Regions from separate parts of the Triticum aestivum genome. Here region 1 is linked to region 2. A link is a contact called in public Hi-C data. All regions are on one chromosome and are shown on one strand. Each heading gives the region's core, a stretch centred on a gene start, on an enhancer-like site or on the middle of the called end of the contact. The rest is flanking DNA. Distances are from core to core; before and after follow the strand shown.

Evidence for each region. A called contact is a pair of places that touch in the nucleus more often than the background predicts.
Region 1: a contact with region 2 is called in a Hi-C map of leaf, with 4 times the contacts expected there. The contact joins the promoter of LOC123102739 here to the promoter of LOC123102734 in region 2. A contact is called at or near these places in 2 of 5 Hi-C or Micro-C datasets (both in leaf).

Annotation. Positions count from the first base shown.
Region 1 is chr5A:171,227,408-171,232,968 of IWGSC CS RefSeq v2.1, reverse strand. LOC123102739 (histone deacetylase 6) reads left to right here and starts at 3,460. Exons shown (of 4, transcript XM_044524165.1): 1 at 3,460-3,674; 2 at 3,764-3,957; 3 at 5,125-5,250. The coding sequence starts at 3,516. LOC123102740 (40S ribosomal protein S29-like) reads right to left here and starts at 3,450. Exons shown (of 3, transcript XM_044524167.1): 1 at 3,235-3,450; 2 at 2,462-2,561; 3 at 1,713-1,900. The coding sequence starts at 3,296. The coding sequence ends at 1,892.
Region 2 is chr5A:170,755,431-170,761,898 of IWGSC CS RefSeq v2.1, reverse strand. LOC123102734 reads left to right here and starts at 3,888. Exons shown (of 2, transcript XM_044524160.1): 1 at 3,888-4,389; 2 at 4,586-5,124. The coding sequence starts at 4,349. The coding sequence ends at 4,847. LOC123102736 (a long non-coding RNA gene) reads right to left here and starts at 2,656. Exons shown (of 9, transcript XR_006449243.1): 1 at 2,469-2,656; 2 at 2,086-2,351; 3 at 1,608-1,872; 4 at 828-1,508; 5 at 250-705; 6 at 1-124. LOC123102735 (protein TRIGALACTOSYLDIACYLGLYCEROL 5, chloroplastic) reads right to left here. Exons shown (of 4, transcript XM_044524161.1): 3 at 5,817-5,849; 4 at 5,413-5,740. The coding sequence ends at 5,577.

The DNA of each region.
Region 1 (5,561 bases), core at 2,211-4,710, 470 kb before region 2:
CCGCAAAACTGCAACCTGATAAATTTTTCCAACGTGGTTGCAAAACGTTTGGACAAGTTTCAGTTTAGTAAAGCTTACCATGTAGTTAAGACTGCAAATGTGGTGCATACTGCTGTCATTCTCAGCACACATTGATCGTTGGTTTGGTCCTGGGAGAACAAAGGAAGAACTCTGAAATTAGGCGGCTGCTTTCACCAATGACCGATCCACACACCGGACTCATAACCGTGTAACATAAACAACACAACAAAGTAGTGAAGGCATTAGCATTCAAATTCCGACCCAGCATCCGTGACCTCCCATCCATCTTAATCTCAGTACTTGATATAGACTTGCATTTATTTCAGATGTATGTTTGTGCCAAATAATTTAATATGGACGAAAAAATAAAGAGAAAAGAATGCTAGTTCTTCAGAAAGTAGAAAGAACTGATGGTTACTTCTAACCAGGGAAACTTAATTCTTAATATACAAGCAAGAATCAATACTGAAAGGACCATAATCAGAAAAAAATAGACCCGTAGTAACATCATTATTTACGGCGACCATAATCAAAAATAAATGTCTATTTTTTGTACGTGCAAGGACGGACTATGATGTTGCACCTACTTCAGGCTCTACATGAGGCCCTGCCATGGCCAGGGCTGTTGGGGCCTTCTTCTTGGCCTTCGTGGCGCCTCCATTGATGACAAAAGGAGAAGTCGACATGGCATATCTCGGCGAGCCGCTTCTTCTCGTTATTGGTTTCCCTATGGCCGTGATCTAGATCTGTGGATACGAGATTTGGATCGAGGGAAGGGAGAAGGGAGGGGAATTGGGGACTTACATAGGGGAGTCCGCATTGATGGGGATCTTCTCAAGGTCGATCGAGCCGCACATTTTCATCCAAGGCCGCCATTTTCTTGGGGGCACGCGGCGCTGGCGGAGACCATTGGGTGGCGGCGCAGGGGAGAAAGCACGAGGAGCCTACGACTGAGGATAGAGATAGTCTGTAGAGAAGCAAGGCGGCCGGGAGCTCGATCAGGCCCACGCCCTCCTCAACATCGAGGGCGAAGTAGCTCCGGGCGGCTGCGTCGAGCCCACATCGACGACCTCGGTCCGTTGCAAGTGGCAGGTTGCGGAGGGAAACTGAGCGGCATCGATGGTGGCGATTCTAAAGACCGATTTCCCCTGCAGCTCACGAGATCGGGAGGGTGAAGGTGGGCGGCGACCAGATCGGGAGGGTGAGGGTGGGAGGCGAGAGAGAAAGAGAGGTGGGCACCCTAGACCCGGAGGCCTCGCTCATTCCTGCCCGCGTGCAGGTCGTGGAGGGTTTTTTTCCGCTGGTTTTTCTTTGTTAGATTCTGTCGCTTGCGAGAGAACTACATGAACGTGGTTTTGGTTGGGTTTTTTTGAACCGGGAGGTGAGAGCAGGTATCAAAGAAGTACCAAAAAAAACATGGTAGGTGAGACGAAAATTAAACCCAGAACACAACCTACCAACTAAGACATTAGGAGTAGAGATGCTCATTCATGTGCTCACGCGCTTCATTCTCTCTGGTACGGTGCGTGGATTCAGTCATTCATGTGCTTATATACAAGCACAGATAGATATGAAATAAGCTTATTTGCTAGGTTGCTGGTCTGTTACAGCCATTGACCCAATATGTTCTAATAAAAAAACAAGTACTTATAACTAACAATGACAATGAGAGGGGACAAACACAGACAACAGAACGATAAAAGACTTCTCCATGGGTAATTAACTCATGTTCAACAATTACATCATTCAGTATCCATCAAAACATAAAACCACGAGCAAACATTACTGGAATTGAAATTAAGCATTCTATTAAGTGCTCCAATCCTTCATCCCTGATCAGCTTCACTTCAGGGTACCAGGAACAGGTGAATTAACGGTACTGCAACAAAAGATAATAATCAAATAATTATAACAATAGTTCTGCACAAACGATAAAATTTTGATATACATGCTTTATACTAGACTAGAAGGCTAGATGCAGAAGAAACGACACTGCATAAGAACATCAAGACAACTGTACCAAAGCTTGGCTATTATGTTATCTGAATCATATTAACCCATTTCAGAAATTGCCTGGCCACAATAACAGCATACCACTAGTGAATTGTCAGACTTGGAAATACATCTTCAATGTAATAAAATTCTAGCAAAAAACATCTCAATACAGAAACTGCAAAGTAAATGAGCCAACCATAGAGAACAATGGAGCACATCAATTTGTTAACCAATCATTTATCTAATTTGGATGTAGACTAGGAATAGGTATCATCAAACACTAGAAGGCAATAAGGAATCACAAATCTAATGTATTAAGTCATAACTGACATTTGAAGCTGCTTACTGAAGGACTATATATAAATAGTAAGGGAATCATGGCTGACAAAATAATAATATAATTTCAGATTGTTCCTGGTGCAACAATAATGTTCTTGTTGTATACCTTGATGAAGCCAATGTCCTTGGCGTTGCTGCGGAAACACTGCCTGCAACACATCAGCCCATACTTCCTGATCAGTCCATGGGAGTTTCCACAGACCCGGCTGCCAAAAATAACAAACTTGGGGTCAGTACAATCACTCGTAAGCATACTTGTTCATCACAATAACATCAGTGATTGAATGGTACGCCAGACAAGCCAGCAACCACATGCTATTTCAGTTTGTTACCGCACAGCACCGGAAGAAATGCTTGTTAAGTAACAAATTAAACTTTTGAGGCAATTCTAACAATATTTTCCTGGTTGAGTCGCTTGTGAAGCCACTTGCACATCACAGCAAGCTCTGAATGGTTTGAGCGACATACTAACAACGAAACCCGAAACCTACCTGACCACATCTAACAGAGTTAAGCAAAGAAGATTTTAATCGCCATATGAAGCACGCCAGAATCAGATGATACAAGTCGCCAACTACATCAACAAAATACACATCATATGAAGATGGGAAAGCCTTTATCAAGGCATAACAATCATCAAATGTGAGAATTTAACCGGTTAATAAGTCCCTGACAACACATAACACAGAGCAAACAAGGTTTTAATCGCCATATGAAGCACGCCACGATCGAATGATATATGTCGCCAACTAAATCGTGTAAGACACACAGATCCGGGCGAACAGTTGGTCTAGCAGGAGATATCTAGCCGCGGGAACGAACAACGAACTAGGCATTTTAAGGAGATGGAGGGGATCGAGGCGGTGGCAGAAGTATTACCAGACGCGGGAGCCGGGCCCGTAGTTCTTGGGGTGGGAGTTCCAGACGTTGGAGTGCCCCATCGTCGCCGCCTTCTTGTTCGCCTTCCGCCTGCCGCCGCCGGTTGCTAGGATGCGCGTGGGAGGAGGAAAGGGTAGGTGGCGGCGGTGCGAGCGGGAGTGGCTTATATAGGGAGACGCCGCGGTAAACCCTAAGCCAAGGGCACGGGTTGGATTGGGCCCAGGCCGACACTTAGCCCCGTATACGGGCTTAAAGGGCCTCTTTGTTGGGCCCAGCCAATCATGAGCATTTGGGCCTCAGATATAGTGCTGTATCTGCACGACTCGCCGTGGCCCGTGAGACTCGTCGGGAAAAAAAATCGTCGTCTGCCGCTCCACTCCGACTCGCCGAGGATGTCTTCCGCCGCCGGAGCCGGAGAGCACTCGTCTTCATCCCGACCTGTCCGTGTGAACGACGTAGCCCCTACCTACCGTCTCTGTGTTGTTTCTTACACTCCACTGACGCGTCCTCGAATGTTTCGTCGTCGCAGGGGAAGGAGAGAGAGGAAGGTACCGACGATATCAACCGCAAGGTGGACGATGAGGGAGATCTGAGCCTGGAACTCTATGGCGCCGAGGCGGGGTGGGTGGAGGCGCGGACCAGCTGCTCGCACCTCCCTGCCATGCCCGCCGCCAGCGCCGACGAACTCGCGCGCGTGCCCGCGCCTGATTCCCACTGCTCTAGGTTTGTCTCATCATCCTCTTCGAGTTTGGTGTCTTGCGATCCTGGGCCTGACATGCGGGTTGTTACTTGTGAGGGTTCTTTCCTGCGGTTTGATGCGCTCCCGCTGGGCTAGGTTTTTTTCTCCCTAGTACTATCCTCTTGGGTGGCGCACTATTTGGCTGAATGCCTGGTTCCCAGACTTCAGTTATGGTGAAATATGACTAGATAACTTAAATTGACAAGGAAAAGGGATTGATACTTGATGACAATGCGATTGATTGGTACTAAGTTGTGACTCGAAAGTGTTATGGCAAGTCTCATATTTATGAATGAGAGTTATTTAGATTACTAACTAGAAGCTTCACTTCATGATTTCTCCTTCGCATTATTCTCACTGTATCAACATATGGCTCATGTTGTTGTTATTCTTGCATCAATTCTGGCATGCAATTCCTCTGTTTATTCACAATATTTTGAGTAGCCAAATCACCTCCAAGTGACAGAAGGAAATATGACTTTAAGATGTGATATTTCCAAAGAAAAAGAGTTGTTGGGTTTGCAAAATAGGATATCCTTTTATCAGGAAAACGTCATGGAGAGTGGTAGGTGCAAAATATGAGTTTCTTTGGTAGAATGATTGCTCAATGAGAAAGTTAGATGATTGGGATCTGGGTTTTGAAGATACTATTGGGTGCATTCCTTAGTTGAAAGTTAGTAACAGGCTAACATCTAGTGAGCTGGTGAACAGCATGGCTTCCTCCTCACTGTGTTCTACAACTGAATGATTTATGTATGCATGGATTACACATGAAAAAGCACTGTTGATACTTCTTATATGACTTCTATAACCAAAGCATGGTTTTCTGTGTCATTTCACCTGAAAATGCTGTTTACGATTTCATGGTGCACCATAAAATTAATAGATTGTCAAACATTGTCTATGCTATCTTCCTTGCATGCTTGTTGCTATAGCATCTGGATGTTAATTGCCTATAAACACCAAAAGCAGTATTAAGATTTTCCAATGAGTTACGTTAGCCTGTGGCACAAGATAATGTATACCCCTATCCTTGTATTGAATCTGAATTAACCTCATATGCTCGAATTTAGGACAAAACATAACTGTTGGATTTGATGTACTTCATATGTCCATGTCTTGTGTTTCCTTATGAGCATTTTTCCATGCAGATGTCATCACCCTTCTGAAAACTGGTTATGCTTGATCTGCAAGGATGTGCTGTGTAGTCGTTTTATCAACAAACACATGCTGTGCCATTATCAAGAAACGGGCCATTGTATCGCCCTGAGCTTCAGGTAAATTGTTCAACTTCCTTTTGCTTAATTTTCTCTTGGACTGCGGATAATTTTCATTGGCTGCATTTATTATGATCAGGGCTCTCCAGTTCCAGTAGTCAGTATGCCATGTTTTTTTTTTGTTAGAGCAAAGTATGCCATGTTCTAAATCTAGCGGTCACCTATGCCAATGTGAAACGGTATTGTTGTGCGCTCACTATAGTACTCATGTTAATCAGCCAGCAGTGTTAGAGCATCTCTAGCAGATCAGCTAAAACCGTGTCCTGTGAAAACAGTATATGGTTCCCCCTAAAATGAATTTGTGGAAATTT
Region 2 (6,468 bases), core at 2,639-5,138:
CTTCACTTACATTATAGGTTGTTCCTTCAACAATTAGGCAACCAAATTCCTCAAACATATTCCTTGTGTATATTTTGCTTGCATGCCGCTCTATTGCAAGGTTGGTCCTCCTCACAACACCACCCTGTCATTGACATTACAGATAGAAAACACATATCGGTTTCAGGTCTCATTACCCATTAAAATAAACATAATGGAGATGTACAGGATGTATGTCTTTGTCAGACGGGCAAAAAAACCCAAACTTACAATCATGGTCCTCTTTTCCTCATAGCTCTCTTCACGCTCTCTGTCAAACTGCAACCTCATATACTGCCTAACGAGCACATGCATAGGGCTCATGGGGCATGTACATTTTCAGCATGTGGTTTGCGCTCTCACTTCTTTGAGTGCTTGTCATTTTTGCGCAGAACACACCTCTGAAGTACGGCTTCGCCCACTTCCTCCTCATTTCATAAATTTGTGTCATGTAAGTGTGGCTACGGAGGTTGTATTTGTCCAGCAACATGGCCCATCCTGCTTCAAACTCATCTTCAGTAAGCACGTGGTTCACAGCCTTGTGAAACTCTGCCTGAAAGTCGCTCTTCTTCGTGTACAGTGGACCCAGTGTATCCTTTGCTTTCTTCCGGACATGCCACTTGCACCATCGGTGTACTGTCTGAGGATGCGTATTCCTTATTGCCACCTCCATGGCCCTGCATTGATCTGCAATGGGAAATGAACTTTTTTTAGTGTCCACACATGATCAGTAATATATGAACTAGCATCACCATAGTATGTCATCTTTGGTACACATTTATCCATGTGATATTCCAACTGAAGCATACCTGTCAATATTGTCTTTGCAGCAGGCCCACCCATCAACCGTAGAAATTCTATGAACACCCACTTGAAGCTCTCTTCTTGTTCATCCCGCATCAACACTCCAGCAAGAATAATACTTTGGTAATGATTGTTAACTCCCACAAATAATCCAAATGGCATGTCACAGAGGTTTGTTCTGTACGTCGTGTCGAAGGTCACCACATCACCAAAGAATTTATACTACATACGACTGCTTCCGTATGTCGTTCTTCACCTTCCTGGAATTGCCTGCCAGTACCACATAGGTGAAACCTAGGTCGGTGGAACGGATATCCGCAAATACTTCCAATGTTTTCCGCACATCATCGTCTGCTTGTTCACGACTAATCTTGCCGCATATGTTCCCGAGAGTCCTTTTTGTGAACGGTACCTTCTCCACTGACCCAAAGAAGCTCCCAATTATATTGTACACTTTCCCAAGGTTAACATTGTTCTCCCTAAGTTGCCTTATCAAATCCTTTGTGTACACATCAATATGTTTGTGCGAGGGCCAGTATACTTTCTCACCCATGGTAAGTGACATTGAGTGATTGTGGTTCTCACGGTGCTTCGTGATGTACCAGCTGTTGTCCGACGCACGCAACAGCCTGATCAGAGCCGGGCACTCGCATTTGCAAGAACGGTTGTTCTCAGCTAGGTTTCCCCTGCAGAACAAGTAGCAAACACATTGTACATCGGATCAGGAAACCAGCACAACCTCTGTGTTGAAAATACTTGCTTCTTGTATATGTGACAGGACTTACAGAGCAACCACAAACAATTTCCTGCATGCTCTTCGTTCTCTCCGCATTCAGACGGCTCTTCCCGTATCTAATCCCAAAACCAACCTCCCACGAATAAAGATTGTAGAAATCATATGCCTCGCTCAAGGAGTCAAAACTTAGTCCTAGTTCTGGGCGTATCACACTTTTGTCAGGTTGTTCTGCATATTTGCGCATAGAGAGCTCCAATGCGGACATGCGAGATGGGCATGGGGCTCGGTCCGGCGGCGCACTTCCTAGCCTTAACCTACAATTTTTCAAAAAATGCATACATGTTATTAAACCAATTCTGACCGAAGACCCCTTATCAGACTAACTAGTTTTTTTTATCATTTTCACCCTCTCAGATGTGTGTTTTGTCCACTACCAGGAAATGAAGACCATAGAGTGCTGCAATCATATCTACATGAGCCAGTGTGCACACACAACTCATATAAATCTGAATAATTTTGCGTATTACCTTTTTGTCTAGCCGGGCGCCTCTAGATTTACCCTGTCAGTTGACTGTGCTGACCTTGTCAGCGAGGGAGGACGTCCATGGCGCCCATCGTCTTGTGCGCCATGGTTTCCACCTTGTACAACGTACTCACCCATGGCAGACCCATCGCTTGGATCGCAAGCTTCCACACCCCCCCCCCCCCCCCCCCCCCATTCTGTATCAGTAAGCGTAGGGCGATCGGATTTGGCTGCTCGAGATTGTCAGCGAACTCCTCTCTGATGGGGAACCTGTGAAATCCGTCGTCGGCGGAGGCGGACAGAACCAATGCTTGTAAGCTCGGAGGCTCACATCGGGGGCTGTACTACATCTCGAAACCAGAATGCGTGGATCTATTTGGGACTAACCTGTGGACCGCATCCAGCAGGAACTCCATGTCGTCGGTGTCCATCCCTTCGGTCTTCGGCGGCGTCGCACGCCCGGGTAGGCGCAGCTCTTGTGTCCTCTGTTTTCTCTCCTCTGGTCTGAAGCGGATGCGGCGGCGAGGCTTTCCAGAATGACCGAGGCCATCTGAGAACCGGGAAAAAGTTTTTTTTTAATTCATCAACCGCACGGGTGGGAGATGGGGGGGGAGGGGGGGCGTGTTGGATGTTGACCCACTTTCCAACAAACGGCTCAGTCGTTATTTTCTATTCTGGACCCATTACCTGATCCGTGGCCCAGCGAGCACATGTCACATTCTGGGTCACGGCCCACTGTTCTCCATCGCTCACGTCCGTCTAGCGCACCGCTTCGGGCCCACTTCTTCCTTGTTTCGTACGGTATTTCACCCTACCCCCAAATTAGCGCTGCGCGCGTCCAACAGGCCAGCTGGATTTTCGGCCAGCTGGATTTGTTCGCATCCCGAAACAGAATTGAATGAGCGAGATATCGGGTGCAGCTGAGCCTGAGCTCCAAAACGCCGCGTCCAGTTACATGATTTATCTTTAAACTGCAGCTCCTAGTGACGCAAGAATGCAGGGACTTTCTGGAATTTATTTAATCATTACCGCACAGGTATTTTCGCAGAGCAAAGTTTCACTTGTAGCATATTTTCTCCTGAAGGCCTCGAAGATCCACAGTTTCTAGTAGCATAGACAACTGAAATCCACAGGGCATATTAGATGTTACGTTATACACCAACACGCCATCCTGTACCGTAGCCTTCCACTGAAACCAAAAGAGAGAACAGAAGGACGGGAACCGCCGGGAATAAGATCATGAGCTTTATTCTTGCACTATTAAAGCTCTATTGCTACGACACCGATGCACGCAACATCTAAAATTATGAGAAAAAAATCTTATTCTCTTTTTCTTGCCCTCTATCACTCTATGACTCCAATGTCAAATCTGATGGGAAGAACTTACTCTCCACTCCGCCGCACGAAGAGACAAGCAACTGAAATGCTTCATCTTTAGTTCTGCACCACAGCTATGCATGCTTCAAAGTATCAGATCCCATGCCCTCCATTATTCTGCTAATGGATCATTAATGATGCAGACAAAAATTATATGGGGAAGATGGATCAGGTCATGAGACACCGTACGCGCAAGGATGCCACAGACTGCACAATATCCCGCAGGCAGGCAAACACATATATCTCATGAGAGTGTGTGGCTCGAAATCAGCAAAGGAAGTCTCAACAGATGTATAATCTGCCTGACTCCATCTATCACTGGGGTCCACATGTCGGTTGCTTCTCATGCGTATCAAGGAGTTCAAAATAAGTTCATGGCAGACAAAATCCTTTGCAACCAGACAAGCAGAGATTTTAGCTCGGAAATTCTGTAATTGCTTTTCTTCAAGCTGTGTTCCCATCTCTTCTCCCTACTGGTACAACCAGCACCAGTAGGGCTGTCTCATGATTCTCCAAGTAGATACGGTACTGCCATAGGACAGTACTTGGCCAGATTTGACTTCAGATTCTAGGAGCATCAGTTCTCATGGTGTTTGGTCCAATGGTGTCCAATCAAGCTCAAACCTCTGCTCAAGTAGAAGCCAACGACTATGAATAAAATCGTTCATGATCCTCTGCAGGAGCTTGTCAAATCATTCATATCCTATCAGATGTGCAGTCCGTGTGACCCTGACCATGGTGGCAGAGTTCCAACTAGAAAACTCTAGCTATATATACCAGGGTTGGGGAGAAGAGAGGTACCAACCAAGAGGGAACTGCCATCGGTTGCTTGACCCCAAGGAGGAAAGAACAAACAGTAGCAGATTTTAGTGCCTCCCCAGCCTTTGTTGATGGGCCGCAGTGCAATTGCAAAATCGACTGGTCTTCTCCGGTAAGTAGCCTCTAGCATCCCTCTAAACCTGCAATACTGAAGCTTTCAATTTGGTAGATTCCAGAACGATGACATTCAAGCATTACTGTAGTCCAAAGATTGTTCATATCCTAGTGAAGAGAAACTTGAATTGCTAAATGCAACATCATTATGCTGATATGCTCCATAAAGTAACTGCTTGGATTGCCATATGCAGGGAAGTTAAGAACAGGCAAAGCTCTAACCTTACGAGCCAGGTGCAGCCAACAAAAGCAAGGTCAGCAGAGACAGCACTGTGGGTGCCACACCCAAAGACAGGGATCTACTACCCCAGGGGCTTTGAGTGGGTCATGGAGGATGTCCCAAGCAGCGCAGCAACGTTCCAGCAGACATACTGGCTCAGGAGCGGCGACGCAGACACAGCAAGCTCTCCCACGTCAACCGACGGCACAGCTGCCTTTGATAATCCATTTCTGTGAATGCATAAGAGGCCTCACACTGGAAGAATCACTGATAGCAGCAGTTCTACAAGCCACCACCATTGTTGCCAGGTCGATACATAATATGATAAACCAGCTGCTCAGATTTCCAGCATGTAGGCACCGCATCCACCGAAAGATCAGTGTTAAACTCTGCATTAATCTTCGCTATTGCATTCTCATTTTCACTGATTTTACTTAAATAAAAGCCGCACCTGATTGTAATATTGGGAACATTCTGAGCTAACAGTTTTAACTGTCAACCTTGGTGCAAAAATTATCCTACTAATTATAATCTTCAGATAAAATAATACAGCCTTCAGTTTTGTTTCGCCTTGTAGGGAAGAAATTATGCAGGGGAGTCAAGAGTTCACAACAGAGCTCAATGTTTGTATGCATTTTCTATTTCAGCTAGATTGTAATTAACCATATCCAGACATAATGCACTACACACACTAAGTGAACTGCAGGTACTTAACAAGAGTAACAATAAAAACTTGCAGGGTGCACCCAACCAAGAGAATGTTAATGGACAATTTTAGCCAAATATAAAGACCATTATCCGAAACGGAAAAAGTACCATGGATTATCCTCGTTATGTTACTATGAAAACGTCCAAGTTCATCAAAACATCAAAATGCTTTGAAACAACTTTCCAGGTAGACAATTGACTACAATCAAGCGGACAATGGTAACATTGCCTGTGCCAATTGTATGATCGCAGCTATACTAGCCATAAGGACGAGACTTTTCAACAAGCTTTGGTGCTTCATCTCCTTCAGACTTTTTCTGAAACTCAATGCCCTGAAACTGGACCCTTGAAGATCGATATTGACAACCATAAGCATTTCCAAAGCCCCATCCTAAACCAAGACCAACTCCGCATCCCCCACCTATTCACAAAGAGGAAATTCAATTCAGTACCAATTTACTCTAGATGATGTATATAGTAACTGACAAGCTTCGTACCGATGCCCAAGCCGAATACGTTCAGAGGCATTCCTGTGGTAGAAAAGCAAATTAAAGCATGTTATTTTCTTACAATGAATGTACATAGTCAATAAGGAATAGTTACTGACGTACAATAGGACCATAACTCTTCAAAGAAAGTCTGTTCCGGTAAATTTATCCCCAGACATAAGCCAGTTACAAAACCCTCTATTAGCTGGGTGCGTGGGACTAGTCTATCTACCTGTATTGGCTATGGATCATATTCTTAATTCATATTAAAGTGTAATACTACTATAGAACTGAAGCTTGGATTTTTAGCACGAAATCAGAAGAAGAAAAAAACTAGTTAAATACAACTTTGTAATTGTTGATTTAATTTGTTAGACCAGTGTACAGATTGAATTAAATCTGTGGGCACAAACCTTTTGCATATAACCTTTTGGCTCCCTGGTTAATAGAATATTTTTGTTCCTTCTCATCTTATATTAGGTAGAACTAGGAATGCTGTTGAGTAACCATCCCTGTGATGTTTGGTTTAATAACTATCAACATTTGAAAGATTAGCTAGCAATGGGTGAAAGGCCTGGCTAGGGAGTGATGGGGTTTAAAATAGATGTACCAACAATAAAATCCATCTCAAGAACAATTAAAAAAAATCGTCTACTCTACG